Regions from separate parts of the Sus scrofa genome. Here region 1 is linked to region 2. Evidence: chromatin contacts called from public promoter capture Hi-C data. All regions are on one chromosome and are shown on one strand. The core of a region is the stretch at or near the end of the contact, and the rest is flanking DNA. Distances in the headings are between cores, read along the strand shown.

What was found. Promoter capture Hi-C pulls out the DNA fragments that hold promoters and counts their contacts.
Region 1: a promoter capture Hi-C map of liver shows a contact between it and region 2, with 2.4 times the contacts expected there. The contact joins the promoter of BLOC1S3 here to the promoter of CLPTM1 in region 2. A contact is called at or near these places in 1 of 5 promoter capture datasets (liver), 1 of 47 Hi-C or Micro-C datasets (retroperitoneal adipose tissue) and 1 of 2 datasets of contacts at active chromatin or transcription factors (alveolar macrophages).

What each region holds. Positions count from the first base shown.
Region 1 is chr6:51,588,421-51,594,662 of Sscrofa11.1, forward strand. BLOC1S3 (biogenesis of lysosomal organelles complex-1, subunit 3) reads left to right here and starts at 2,077. Exons shown (of 2, transcript NM_001098586.1): 1 at 2,077-2,180; 2 at 2,183-2,802. The coding sequence starts at 2,087. The coding sequence ends at 2,685. TRAPPC6A (trafficking protein particle complex subunit 6A) reads right to left here and starts at 1,076. Exons shown (of 6, transcript XM_021094535.1): 1 at 923-1,076. The coding sequence starts at 1,054.
Region 2 is chr6:51,408,518-51,414,800 of Sscrofa11.1, forward strand. CLPTM1 (cleft lip and palate transmembrane protein 1) reads left to right here and starts at 3,257. Exons shown (of 18, transcript XM_003127223.6): 1 at 3,257-3,343. The coding sequence starts at 3,272.

The DNA.
Region 1 (6,242 bases), core at 827-3,326, 180 kb after region 2:
CATATGAAGGTTCCCAGGATAGGGGTCTAATCGGAGCTGCAGCCACCAGCCTATGCCAGAGCCACAGTAATGCGGGCCCGGGCCCGGGCCCGCGTCTGTGCCCTACACCACAGCTCATGGCAACGCCGGATCGTTAACCCGCTGAGCAAGGGCAGGGATGGAACCCACAACCTCATGGTTCCTAGTCGGATTCGTTAACCACTGCGCCACGACGGGAACTCCTGCCAAGCACGCTTCTTACCCTAAGCTTTGAGGAAGACTTCCTGCCCCCTTCCAAATGCCCTTCCCCCTTCTATTCCTCAGAAAAGGCCTTCCTCCACCATCCACCATCCATCCCTTTTCTTTCCTCGATTCTACTTAACTTTTCCTTACAGCACTTCTCACTAGCTGGTGGCATGGTCTACTTTTATTTATTGTTTGACTTCTCTATTAAAGAGTAAACTTCGCGAGGACAGGAAAATAGTCCTTGGAATACAGCAGGCGTTCAGTAAGTTTGTCGAATGAATGAATGCCTCACTTTGGGTCTTGGGTGCTGTTATGATCCCATTTTACAAGTCAGGGAATGAGGCACAGAGAAATCGAATAATCGGCTTTCACAGCCAGCGTGAGGGACGCAGGCAGTAAGTCCTCAGTATATAGCTAGTAATCATACTTATTCTAATTACTATCCGCTTACTTTGTGCCAGGCTTTGAGCTTAGGGCTTTACTCCGAGCTGTCTCGTTCAGTTCTAGCAGTAACCCGCGAGGCTGGCCCTGCTGCGACCCCCGCTTTGCAGAGGAGGAAGCCGTCGCCCGAGGTCACCTAAGCGAGGCAGGTGCGGGCAGGAGTTCGACCTGCGCCGCCCGCGGCCTCGATCTGGCCTTCCTGCCTCGGCCCGTGCCTCTTTTCCCCTTCTCCCCACCCCCAGGGCCCGGCGCTCACCCCGGGGCTGGGGTCTGGGTCGTGCGCCCACAGCTCTGCTACCATCTCGGTGTGCAGAAACTCGAACAGTGCCGCGTCCGCCATGTGCCGGCCTCTAGAGCCTAAGGACCGCCCAGCGCCTCGTGCTCTCATTGGCCCAGCTGGGGAAGCCCCGCCTCCTGTGTCTGAGCGCGAGCCCGCCTACTCTCGCTTCCATTGGTATTTCAGACTAGCCCCGCCTTCCTTCCCTGGGCTCTCGTGGTGCGCGCGTGAACCTGGGAGACTAGGGGGAGGGCTTGCTTTTCCTACATTGGCCGCACGTGACAGGCATCTCCGCCCTTCCCTCCGTCTCTTCCCTGTTTCTGGGCCCTCGAGCATTTCCATTGGCCGAGTCACTGGTTACACGCGACATCTTCCCTTTTAGAATCCCTAGTTGTCCACTAGCCTCACACCACAACCCGGAAGCTCCAGCCCAGCCGCTTTCCTATTGGTTGTGCCCCTATTCACGTGGCTCGTCGCACACGCCCTCAAAATTGGTCTTGAGGGGCTAGCTTCCTAGTTGGTAGCCGAGAAGCCCAGGTGATTGGCCGTCAACACCTGCAAAACCTGCCCTCCTATTGGTTGGGGCTGCCGCCTTCCTCCTTTCTCGGTAAAGAGCGCACTTCAGCTGGGTAGCGGATCCCGCAGGCTCGGAGCGTCGGTGACCCGGTACGGTCTTCGGTGATAGCGTTCCCCACCCCGCCCCCACTGGTGCACCCTCCCCAGAGTCCAGCTGGACTGTCCTCCTGTCTGTGACCCAGCCGTTGGTCCCTGCGCGGCTCAGGAGCCCGTATACTTGCGAAGGACGGTGCGGAGGGTGTGGCTTCTGCTAGGAGGCAAAATCCGAAAGAGCTTAGTTTGGGAGTGTGGGAACTCGTGCCTTGAGCGAGCTGGTGGTCCTCAGTTTTTCCTAAGTCAGCTGAAGAGGCTGGGGTCCAGTAGCCACCACCCCGCCGCACATCATCATCATTAGGGACGGTGAGCGCTGTTTGCTGAAAAGGAAACTGAGGCCCTAGCAAGGGAAGCAGTTGGCCCCAAATTGCTAAGAGTGGAGGGGTGAGAATCCAGAACCTGCACCTTTTAACCACCGCGGGGCGCCCGCCTCTCACATCGTCCCTTCGTGCGTCTTCTCCCTAGCTCGGCTCCATGGCGTCCCAGAGTCGTCGGCGGAGGCCGCTGCGGAGGCCTGAGACGATGGTGCCGGGGGAGGCGGCCGAGACCGACTCGGAGCTCTCTGCGTCTCGGAGGAGGAGGAGCTGTACCTGGGCCCCTCGGGCCCGACGCGTGGCCGCCCCACGGGGCTGCGGGTGGCTGGCGAGGCCGCGGAGACCGACTCCGACACGGAGCCGGAGCCGAAGGCCGCGCCGAGGGACCTGCCTCCGCTCGTGGTGCAGCGGGAGACGGCCGGGGAGACCTGGGGTGAGGAGGAGACGCCGGCACCCGCCCCTGCGCTTTCGCTGCTGCAGCTCCGGCTGGCCGAGAGCCAGGCGCGGCTGGACCACGACGTAGCGGCCGCGGTGAGCGGCGTGTACCGTCGTGCGGGCCGTGATGTGGCCGCCTTGGCCGGTAGGCTGGCGGCTGCCCAGGCCGCGGGATTGGCGGCGGCCCACAGCGTGCGCCTGGCGCGGGGGGACCTCTGCGCACTGGCGGAGCGCCTGGACATCGTAGCCGGCTGCCGCTTGCTGCCCGACATCCGCGGCGTGCCGGGAACCGAGCCTGAACAAGACCCGGGACCGCGAGCCTAGCCATGACCCACTCTCCTGCCTGACTGCGCCCTGGCGGCCTTTGGGATGTCGCTCTGTGTCCTGTGTAGCCACCCACCCAACTTGCTGTCACCCTCAGGGCTGACCTTGCCCCCTGGAAAATGCTCTCCCGTGTTTGTGTAGAGGGATGGGGTGGGGGGAGGTGTGCAGCCGCGCCGGGCCCTAGCCCCGACCCTGGCCCCTACTCCGGGGTTCACAGTCTCTTGTTTGAAGCTTGGCTCTAACTCTTGGGTAAATAGCCGCTCCCTGATCTGTCTCCATCTTGGGGGCTCACGGAGCCTCACCTTTCTTTTCCTCTGCCTTTCTCAGTTTGGAGTTTGGTTTTTGTTCACAGGGGCTGGTCCTGCTTGTTTCTTCCCACAGGAGCTCCAGAATCTGGCACAGATTCCTTGATGTCTTCCTTTACTCTCTTGGTTCCGCCCCCCTCCCCTTTTTTTTTGTCTTTTCTAGGGCCGCACCTGCTGCGTATGGAGGTTCCCAGGCTAGGGGTCGAATCCGAGCTGTAGCCCCCAGCCTACACCAGAGCCACAGTAACGTGGGACCCGAGCTTCATCTGCGACCTACAGCACAGCTCACGGCAACACCAGATCCTTAATCCACTGAGTGAGGCCAGGGATTGAACCCACAACCTCATGGTTCCTAGTCTGATTCGTTAACCACTGAGCCACAATGAGAACTCCGGTTCCGGCTCTCTGGTCTTAGCCCCACTTCTGCAATTCTGTCCCTCTAGTCTGGGCCCTTTCTCTGCTCCCAGGCTTGGCCCAGATTCTGTCTCCTTCGAGTCCTTGCTCTGCCTTCTCCTGGCTCCTTCTCCTTGGGCTTAGCGCCACCCCCTTGGCCTGATCTTGTTCCCTGCGTCCAGCTGTACCCTTAGGTTTGGTTCTCCTTTTTGCTTCTTTCATCCTATTTAAACTACCAGCTTATTTAATTCTGGGCTCTGGGGACCCCCCTGATGGTTTCTTCATCAGGGTGATGCCCCCTCCTGACCCTAGGAGGTGCTCCTCCCAGCTCTCCAGGCCCAAGCTGATCTGTCTGCTCCACCCTCAAGGCCAAGATGGTGCTTCCTGCCCAGGCTGCCAGTACAAGACAGGCCTCCTCCTGCTTCTTCAGGCCGAGAGTGGCCCCCAGCTGGCACTTAGGGGCCAAATCAGACCTTCCCTGGAACATTGGGTAGAGTGTGACACGGCTTTCCAAATAAGGACTACGTGCATTTTGTTTGTTCCCTGGATGTTGAAGGGACCTGGATTTCTGGTGGGGCAGGGCCCGGGCTCAGCTCCTTCTCTCTCCCACCTGCTCTGTCTCTTCCCTGCCCTAGTCCCTTGGTCCCATTTGCACTTGGTCCCCTCCCCCCTCTCTTGTCCCAAGCTGAAGCCAAGCCCCCAGGATGGAGAAGTGGGCAGGAGCGCTCTAGGCAGACTCCTTAACACAGAAGGCATTTCTTCATTTGGTTAGTTCCTCTTGTCTGCCATCTAAGCTGGGGGTGCGTTGGTGATTTCGCCCAAAATGTCAGTCCCAAGAAAGGGACCCTTCACTTAACAGAGGTGAAGCCGTAGCTGGGAAATCAGGGCCCAGATATTTTGGCCCTGGTTCTGCACTTATTTGTATTTTGTTACTTCACCACATGTTTACTGAGCTCCTGTTCTGTGCTTGTCCAGTGCTGGGCATTGGGGGTGCAGCAGCCAGGCCGGGCCCTCACGGAGATAACAGTCCACTGGGGAGACAGACATGAATGGAATGTTCTCCTAAATAAATGGATAGTTAATCGTTGTAATCTATACTTTGTCATTTTTCGGGCACTATGATTCGTGCCTTGGAGAAGTACAGGAATTTTGGCATTCACGTTGTGGCTCCGCAGGCTAAGAACCCCACTAGTACCCATGAGGATTCAGGGTCAATCCCTGGTCCCACTCAGTGGGTTAAGAATCCAGCATTGCCGTGAGCTGCAGTGTAGGCCACAGATTCAGTGGGGATCTGGCCTTGCTGTGGGTGTGGTGTAGGCCGGCAGCTGCAGCTCTGATTGGACTCCTAGCCTGGGAACTTCCATGTGCCGCCGGTGAGGCCCTAAAAAGATGTGGGAAAAAAGGACAGGAGTTTTGTGAGTGTGCAACTGAAATGTCACTGACTTTTTTTTTTTTTTCCTTTTCTTTTTAGAGCTGCACCTACCCATATGGACGTTCTCAGGCTAGGGGTCGTCTCAGAGCGGCAGGGCCAGCCTACACCACAGCCACAGCCACACAGGATCCCAGCCACTTCTGCGACCCACACCACAGCTCATCGCAACACCCGGATCCCCAACCCACTGAGACTGAACCAGGGATTGAACCTGCATCTTCATGAATGCTGGTCGGATTCCTTTCTGCTGTGCCACAACAGAAACTCCTGTCTGACCTTGTTTCAGGGGAGGTCACATGGATTCCCTGAGAAAGTGATGAGTGAGCCTGAGCCAAGCCCTGAAGGGGTAAATAGGTGAAACCGGGAGGGTGGAAAAGAGTTGCAAGCAAAGGGAACAGCATCTGCAAAGGCCCAGCCTGTTTAATAACTAAGGAGTGTGATAGCTTCTGTTTTCCACCTAGAGCGGAGAGAGATAGGGGTGTTGAGGGTGGTGAGTGCTGTACCAGCAGGGACTGGAGGAAGCTGAGCTTTTAAACCACAGGAAGATTCTTGGTCTTTATTCAACAGCCAGTAAGCAGAGAATGATGCCGTTAGATGAATGTTTTTTTTTTTTTTTTTTTTTTTTTTTTTTTGTCTTTTTGCCATTTCTTGGGCCACTCCCGCGGCATATGGAGGTTCCCAGGCTAGGGGTCTAATCAGAGCTGTAGCTGCTGGCCTGCACCAGAGCCACAGCAACGCAGGATCCGAGCCATGTCTGCGACCTACACCGCAGGTCACAGCAACGCCGGATCGTTAGCCCACTGAGCAAGGGCAGGGGTCAAACCCTCAACCTCATGGTTCTTAGTCGTATTTGTTAACCACTGCGCCACGACGGGAACTCCAATGAATGTGTTTTTTGAAGGAGACTCTGGGACTGGTGGGTGGTGGGTTTTTTTTTTTTTTTTTTTTTTTTTTTTTGTCTTTTTGCCTTTTCTAGGGCCGCTCCCACGGCATATGGAGGTTCCCAGGCTAGAGGTCGAATTGGAGCTGTAGCCACTGATCTATCCGAACCACGTCTGTGACCTACACCACAGCTCACGGCAATGCCGGATCCTTAACCCACTGAGCAAGGCCAGGGATCAAACCCACAACCTCATGGTTTCTAGTCGGATTTGTTAACCACTGAGCCACGACAGGAACTCCCTGAGACTGGTGTTTTTGCAGTGTGCTACAAATAAGACATCCCCGATTCTCTGGTGGCTCAGTGGGTTAAGGATCCAGACTTGTCACTGCTTCGAACTCATGGGTTTGATCTCTGGTCTGGGGACTTTTATATGCCACAGGTGCAGCCAATAAAAATAATAATAATTAAAATTTGAGTAAATTAAAAAAAAAAATAGGGGTTCCCATCATAGTACAATGGGTTAAAAATCCGATTGCAGTGGCTC
Region 2 (6,283 bases), core at 2,007-4,506:
TGGGGCACTTTTCCCAGTCCGGAGCCTGGGCAGCTGTGAGTCTAGCAGCAAACAGAGGTCTTAGGGAGGGGTTGTGGGAAATGCCCCCAAGTCCCCAGGGCCTGGGAAGAGCTGAGGCTGCCAAGCTCAGGGGGTGACGGGAAGGGGTGGGGGGACACCCTGGAGAAACAATTCCTGCTCTGTCCACTTGTTTCCCACAGACTCAAGCCAAACCAAACCACTGCCCAGGACTGTTCTGCTTCCAACCAATCCTGGTGCCCTTCCCAGACTCCTCCTTCCGTTCTCAGCCTCCACCCCAGTCCCACTCCCTTCAGGACCCCAGGAGTCCAGGCCCCCAGACTCCTCCTCCCCCAGAACTGAGGACCCCCAACCCATTCTCCTCAGGACCCAGAAATTCCGGTTCCCCAGCCCTCTATTCCTTTAGAACCTGAAATCACAGCTTCTGGGTGTTGGGCGTCCCCTAGTGGAGTGCAGAGCGGGTCTGGCCTGTGATGCTCTGTTAGAAATGGGAGAATAGGGAGTTCTTGTCGTGGCGCAGTGGTTAACGAATCCGACGAGGAACCATGAGGTTGCGGGTTCGGTCCCTGGCCTTGCTCAGTGGGTTAAGGATCCGGCGTTGCCGCAAGCTGTGGTGTAGGTTACAGATGCAGCTTGGATCCCGAGTTGCTGTGGCTCTGGTGTAGGCCAGCAGCTACAGCTCTGATTAGACCCCTGGCCTGGGAACCTCCATATGCCGAGGGAGCGGCCCTAGAAATGGCAAAAAGACCAAAAAAAAAAAAAAAAAAAAAAAAAAGGGAGAATAGGAGTTCCCATCATGGCGTAGTGGAAACAAATCCGATGAGGAACCATGAGGTTGTGGGTTCGATCCCTGGCCTCGCTCAGTGGGTTAATGATCCAGTGCTGCTGTGATGTAGGTTGCAGACGCAGCTCGGATCCCAAGTTGCTGTGGCTGTGGTGCAGGGTGGCAGCTACAGCTGCGATTAGACAGATCTCTAGCCTGGGAATTTCCATATGCCATGGATGTGGCCCTAAAAAGAAAAAAATAAATAAATTTGTACATATAATTCTGTACCTTTAAGAAAGAGTCCCACAAAATCTCAAATCTGCCTGCCTTCTGCGGGATTTAATCAGTATGCTCATTTCACATTTATTTATTTAGTCTTTTGTCTTTTCTAGGGCCACACCCATGGCATATGGGAGGTTCCCAGGCTAGGGGTCTCATCAGAGCTACAGCTGCCGGCCTGCACCACAGCCACAGCAACGCCGGATCTAAGCCATGTCTGTAACCTACACCACAGCTCACGGCAACGCCAGATCCTAAACCCGCTGAGAGAGGCCAAGGATCGAACCCGAGACCTCATGGTTCCTAGTCGGATTCATTTCTGCTGCACCATGACGGGACCTCACCTTTATTCAATTTATTTATTTAGCTACACCAGCAGCATGCAGAAGTTCCCGGACCAGGGATCAAAGCTGCACCACAGCAGTGACCTGAGTCCCTGCAGTGACAGTGCAGGATCCTTAACTTACTTGGCCACCAGGGAACTCCTTGTTTCACCTTTAGACTTGAAGACCGGCCCTACAACTTCACAGAATTGTTACCACTACCATTGTTATCTGTAAGAGAAGTTCCAAGACACACCTGCCGCTGTCAGGGATGAAGCAAAGTGGGCAGGGGCGGAGCGGGCAGTCCAGGGATCTGGGAGGACTGGGAGGCGAGGCCACACCCAGTCTGGGGCTGTGAGGGCACTCCTCGAGGAGGGACAATACTATTGAGTTGAGACCTTGAGGAAAGTCGAGGAGGGTGTATCTACAGTTTATGTATTTATATCTATCTAGTAAAATGAAAAATAAATAACTAGAACATTTCAGTGCTAAATCTGGTCTCCTTTCCAGGTAATACGTAGTTAACGGCGTGTGATATTATTTACTAAGCGGCCAGGTGCTTTACATTCTTAATCTGAGTCTTTCCAATAACCCCACGGAGCAAAGGGGTGAAGGAAGAGGGGGTATGATTATAATGCCCAGTTTGTAAAAGAGGAAGAAAATGAGGCCCAAAGAGATAGGTTATTTGTCAAGGATCATTTAGCCGGGCAGTAGCACAACCAAAGTTTGAACCCAGGTCCGACTTCCACCCAATTCACTGGTGAAGTTTTAAAAACCGCTGAGTCTTCCGTCCTCTCTGGGCCTCTATAACTCCTCCTTGGGCCAAGGGTCTCAACACGTGTTCGGGCCTGGGGCTGTAGGAAAATAGCTAAAGAAAAGACATGAAGTTCTCAGAACGCTGGAAACTGCGAGTCCACAGCTGCGAGATTTGCTAGAAAGCAAAGACCGCAAAGGAACGCGCGTGCGCATTAAGCCAGGCCTCCCGAAGACTTAGGGAAGCGCTGACAGGGTCCAATTTGGAAGTGTGGTGACGTGAGAACGCTGAAATAGTAACTCAATGCACAGGATTATAACCTAGAGAGACTTAACACAGGAAAAGGCAGTGTTGAGAAGAGAGGCCAGGAGTTCCCGTTGTGGCTCAGCGGAAACGAATCTGACTAGTATCCATGAGGTTGCGGTTCGATCGCTGGCCTCGCTTAGTAGGTCCGGGATCCGGTGTGGCCGTGAGCTATGGTGTGGATCACAGACGCGGCTCGGATCTGGTGTTGCTGTGGCTGTGGTGTAGGCCGGCGGCTGTAGCTCCGATTTGACCCCTAGCCTGGGAACCTCCATATGCCCGGATGCGGCCCTAAAAGAAAAAAAAAAAAAAAAAAAAAAGGAAGCGAGGTCACTGACCAAAGCCTCTGCCCTCCGAGTCTTCGGTAAGGAGGCCAGTAAAGTTCCTTTAACGCAGCAGGGGCGTGATTCAAGCAGAGCACCTTGAAGGGTTACGGTGGCCGGGAAAGCCCAAGAAACTTGGAAAGGAAAGTGCTCAAGAATCGGCGAGGATGATATTAACTGGAAGAGGCGGGGTTGTTGGGGGGAGAGGACAGAAAGAATGGAAGCTGTGGGAAGCACACATATTGGCCAAAGAAGTCTGGGGCGCTCGGGGCACGCAGTGCCCACCAGGTGAAAATACTCAGGTTGCAACGGGAAGGAGGGGGTGTTACGGTGGCCTGGTTCGCCCTTCCGTAACCGGAAGCGGCTTCTGAGAGGGTGGCTGAAGCGCTCTTGCCGGATACGGTGGCCGGCAGGTCGGGCAAAGCGTGAAATCTCGCGCGATCGCGCTGGCGCCGTCGGGGATGGGGCGGGGCTGACGGCGGGGGCGGGGACCCGGAGCGGGAAGATGGCGGCGGCGCAGGAGGCGGACGGGGCCGGCAGCGCCGTAGTGGCGGCCGGGGGAGGCGGCTCCGGTCAGGTACGGAGGCCGAGAGGGGCCTGAGGGGTTCTTCCCCACTCGGGGGGCCTCCCACGGGGCGTGTCCTGCCTCTATTCACGGAATCCCGTGCATTGGGGGCTCCTTGCCCAGAGGGACCTTGAATACAGGGCCCAGGCGGGGCCGGGCGATCCGGGAGGCCGGACAGTGCGGGGACCGGGGCCCTGTTGCGCGCCGGGTCCCCTGCACGCTCGCGCCGGGCTACCACCCGGCTCGTTGCTCGAGCCAAAGAGACAGTGGCGCGGAGGGGCGCAGACTTGTACCCAGGCGCCTTGGGTTCTCTCCTGACTCCGCGATCCTGGGCTCCAAGACCGTTCTCACAGTGGGCTGGCGTTCACGGGGTCTTTTTCTCGGTGCCCGAGGTATGGGCAATGATTGATTACTTGGGAGTTTTCTAAGTCTGGGGAAGTTAGGTGACCGTCATGGGTTAAGGGCACGCGCTGAACAGACCCATTTTACAGACAGGAGTCTAAAGAGCAGAGTAAGGAAGGTGCTTGCAGAAGGTCACCCAGGTTAGATTTGGGGGCCGTTTCCTTTAGAACTTACCAGACATTGCTGAAACAGGGTAGTGGGGGCTGAGCTAGGTGTATTTGCAGCATAAATTAGCCCTATGGGGGACTTAGTCCTGGTGCTGATGGCTTCTGACCCATTGCCACTTAAACTAAACTGAGGCTGCAGAACATACTAGTTCAGGCAGCCATCCTTCAGCCATTTAGGGAATCAATGGAGTGACAGCCAGGTGCTGCCGACCCACCCACTAGGATGTCACTGACACGTGGGAGGCAGCTGGGGGAGAGGAGTGCAGGTTGGGTGGGGGGAACGAAGCTGACTCTATGTGACCTTGGGCAAGTACCTTTTCCCCTTTGGACCTTCAGTTCTCCAGGGGTACATGGAGGGGTTGGACAGGAGGGCCAGCCCTTTGGTGTTTTCTCTCTCACTCTACTGAGGAAGGGACTAGCGTGTAAACAAAGAATGATAGTCCTGACTGACAAGGGTGATGGCACAAAGTCTTTATCAGGGACTGCAGGAGCCCAGAGGAGGGGCAAATAATGTCACCTGGGGAAGACACTGGGGTGAGAATTGTGTGGCAGAGCCACCATTCCTGGTCTGGATCTTTTCAGCATCCTCATCCAGGGCCTGGTCCTTGGGGCACCCTTAGGAAGTGTTTGTTGAGTGAGGGCTAGAGTGAAGACTCAGCCCCTAACTTCAGGGGCCTTCCAGTCTCACTAAAAGAAGGTCTTTCTTCCTCTTGAGTGTCTGTTGATTACTGGGTGGGAGGTGGTCAGAGAGACTAGGTCTCAGGGTGCCCTGATGCCCTGAGTTTACAGAGACACCCCCTTGGCCCCCAGATCTCCTCCTGTCCCATTTCTCCGTATCGTCTTTCAAGACTTAACGCCTTTGCTTTCAGGATTAAGTATGAATTCTTTGGCAGATCAAGGCTTTGCATGATCTGCCTTTTTGCTTTAGACTAGGATTTCTCAGCATCAGCACTGTTGACATTTGGGGTTGGATAATTCTTCGTTGTAGGGGGCAGTCCTGTCCATTGGAGGATGTTAGCCAGCACCCCTGGCCTCTACCCACTAGATGCCAGTAGGACACACATCCATCCCCAGTAGTGACAATCACAAATGCCTCCAGGGAGTTCCTCTCGTGGCTCAGCGGTAACGAACCTGATTAGTTTCCGTGAGGACTCAGGTTCAATCCCTGGCATTGCCATGAGCTGTGGTGTAGGTCGCAGACGCGTCTCGGATCTGGCATTGCTGTGGCTGTGGCAAAGGCCGGCAGCTCCAGCTCTAGTTAGACCCTAGCCTGGGAACTGCCATATGTCACAAATGTGGCCCTAAAAAGATGGAAAAACATGCCTCCAGACATTGCTAAATGTCCCCTGGGGGCCAAAAAATTGTTCCAGCTTGAGACACTGGGCAAAGGAGCATCAGCTGCTGTGAGGCTCTTTTATTTCCAGGAGGTTGCCTTGTTGGCTGTGTCCTGCCTCATAGCCTTTGCACAGGCTTCTCCCCTCTTTACCTGGCTGATCCTTACTAGTCGTGTACGCCTCAGGTGTTCTCTTCCCTAGGAAGCCTGTCACCCTCTCAGAGGGCTCCCCTGTCCCAGCCCTGCCCACTCTGGCCTGTCACTGTCTTGTCTCTTCCAGTGGGCCGGGAGCCCCTGGAGGGCAGAGCCGGAACTGTCTTGGTCACCACTGTGCCCCTGGCACCGCCCAGCTCAGGACCAGGCACAGAGCAGGCACTTGTCATCTGTGGAGTGGGTGGGTTCAGAGGCAGAGGCTGGGCCGGGGCGGGATTCCCTGGTGGGTCCAGCAGTCCAGGAGAATGCCTGACTCCCTCCCGGCCCCTGGCCCAGCCTCATGGTCTCAGCGGCTTCCTGGGCCCTGTAGTGGGTGTTGCTGAGAATTGTGTGTGAAATCGGGCATGCGGGTCGAAGAGCAGGAACCATGTCTTAGTCACTGCTGTGTCCTCAGCCACCGCCACCACCCTCCCCTGCCCACGGGCGGGCCCTCCGCAATCTCCTGCCCCAGTCAGCCTGCTCCTCCAGCCAGGGGCTCAGACACAGGGCCCCCAGCTCTGATAACCATCCTTCGCCTAATGCGTAGGAAGTCCCCACTACATGCTGGGCTCATGCCCATGCTGGGATACAAATGAACAAGACAGGCCCTGCCCTCCGGGAGCTCAGGTATTTGCTGAGGGCTGGAGGTTGGGGGATGGTGTGGGGTAGGGGACGGGACAGTGAACAAGGTAAATAAGAAAGATATATGGTGGGACAGATGGTGGTAAGTGCCTTGGACAGAACCAAAGCTCGGGAGGAGTGTAGGAACTCCCAGCCATGGGCAGGAGGGTCGCAGTTTAAATAGGGTGATCAAGGAGGGCCCTCTGGGGAGGTGACCTGAAGGAGATGAGGGAGGAG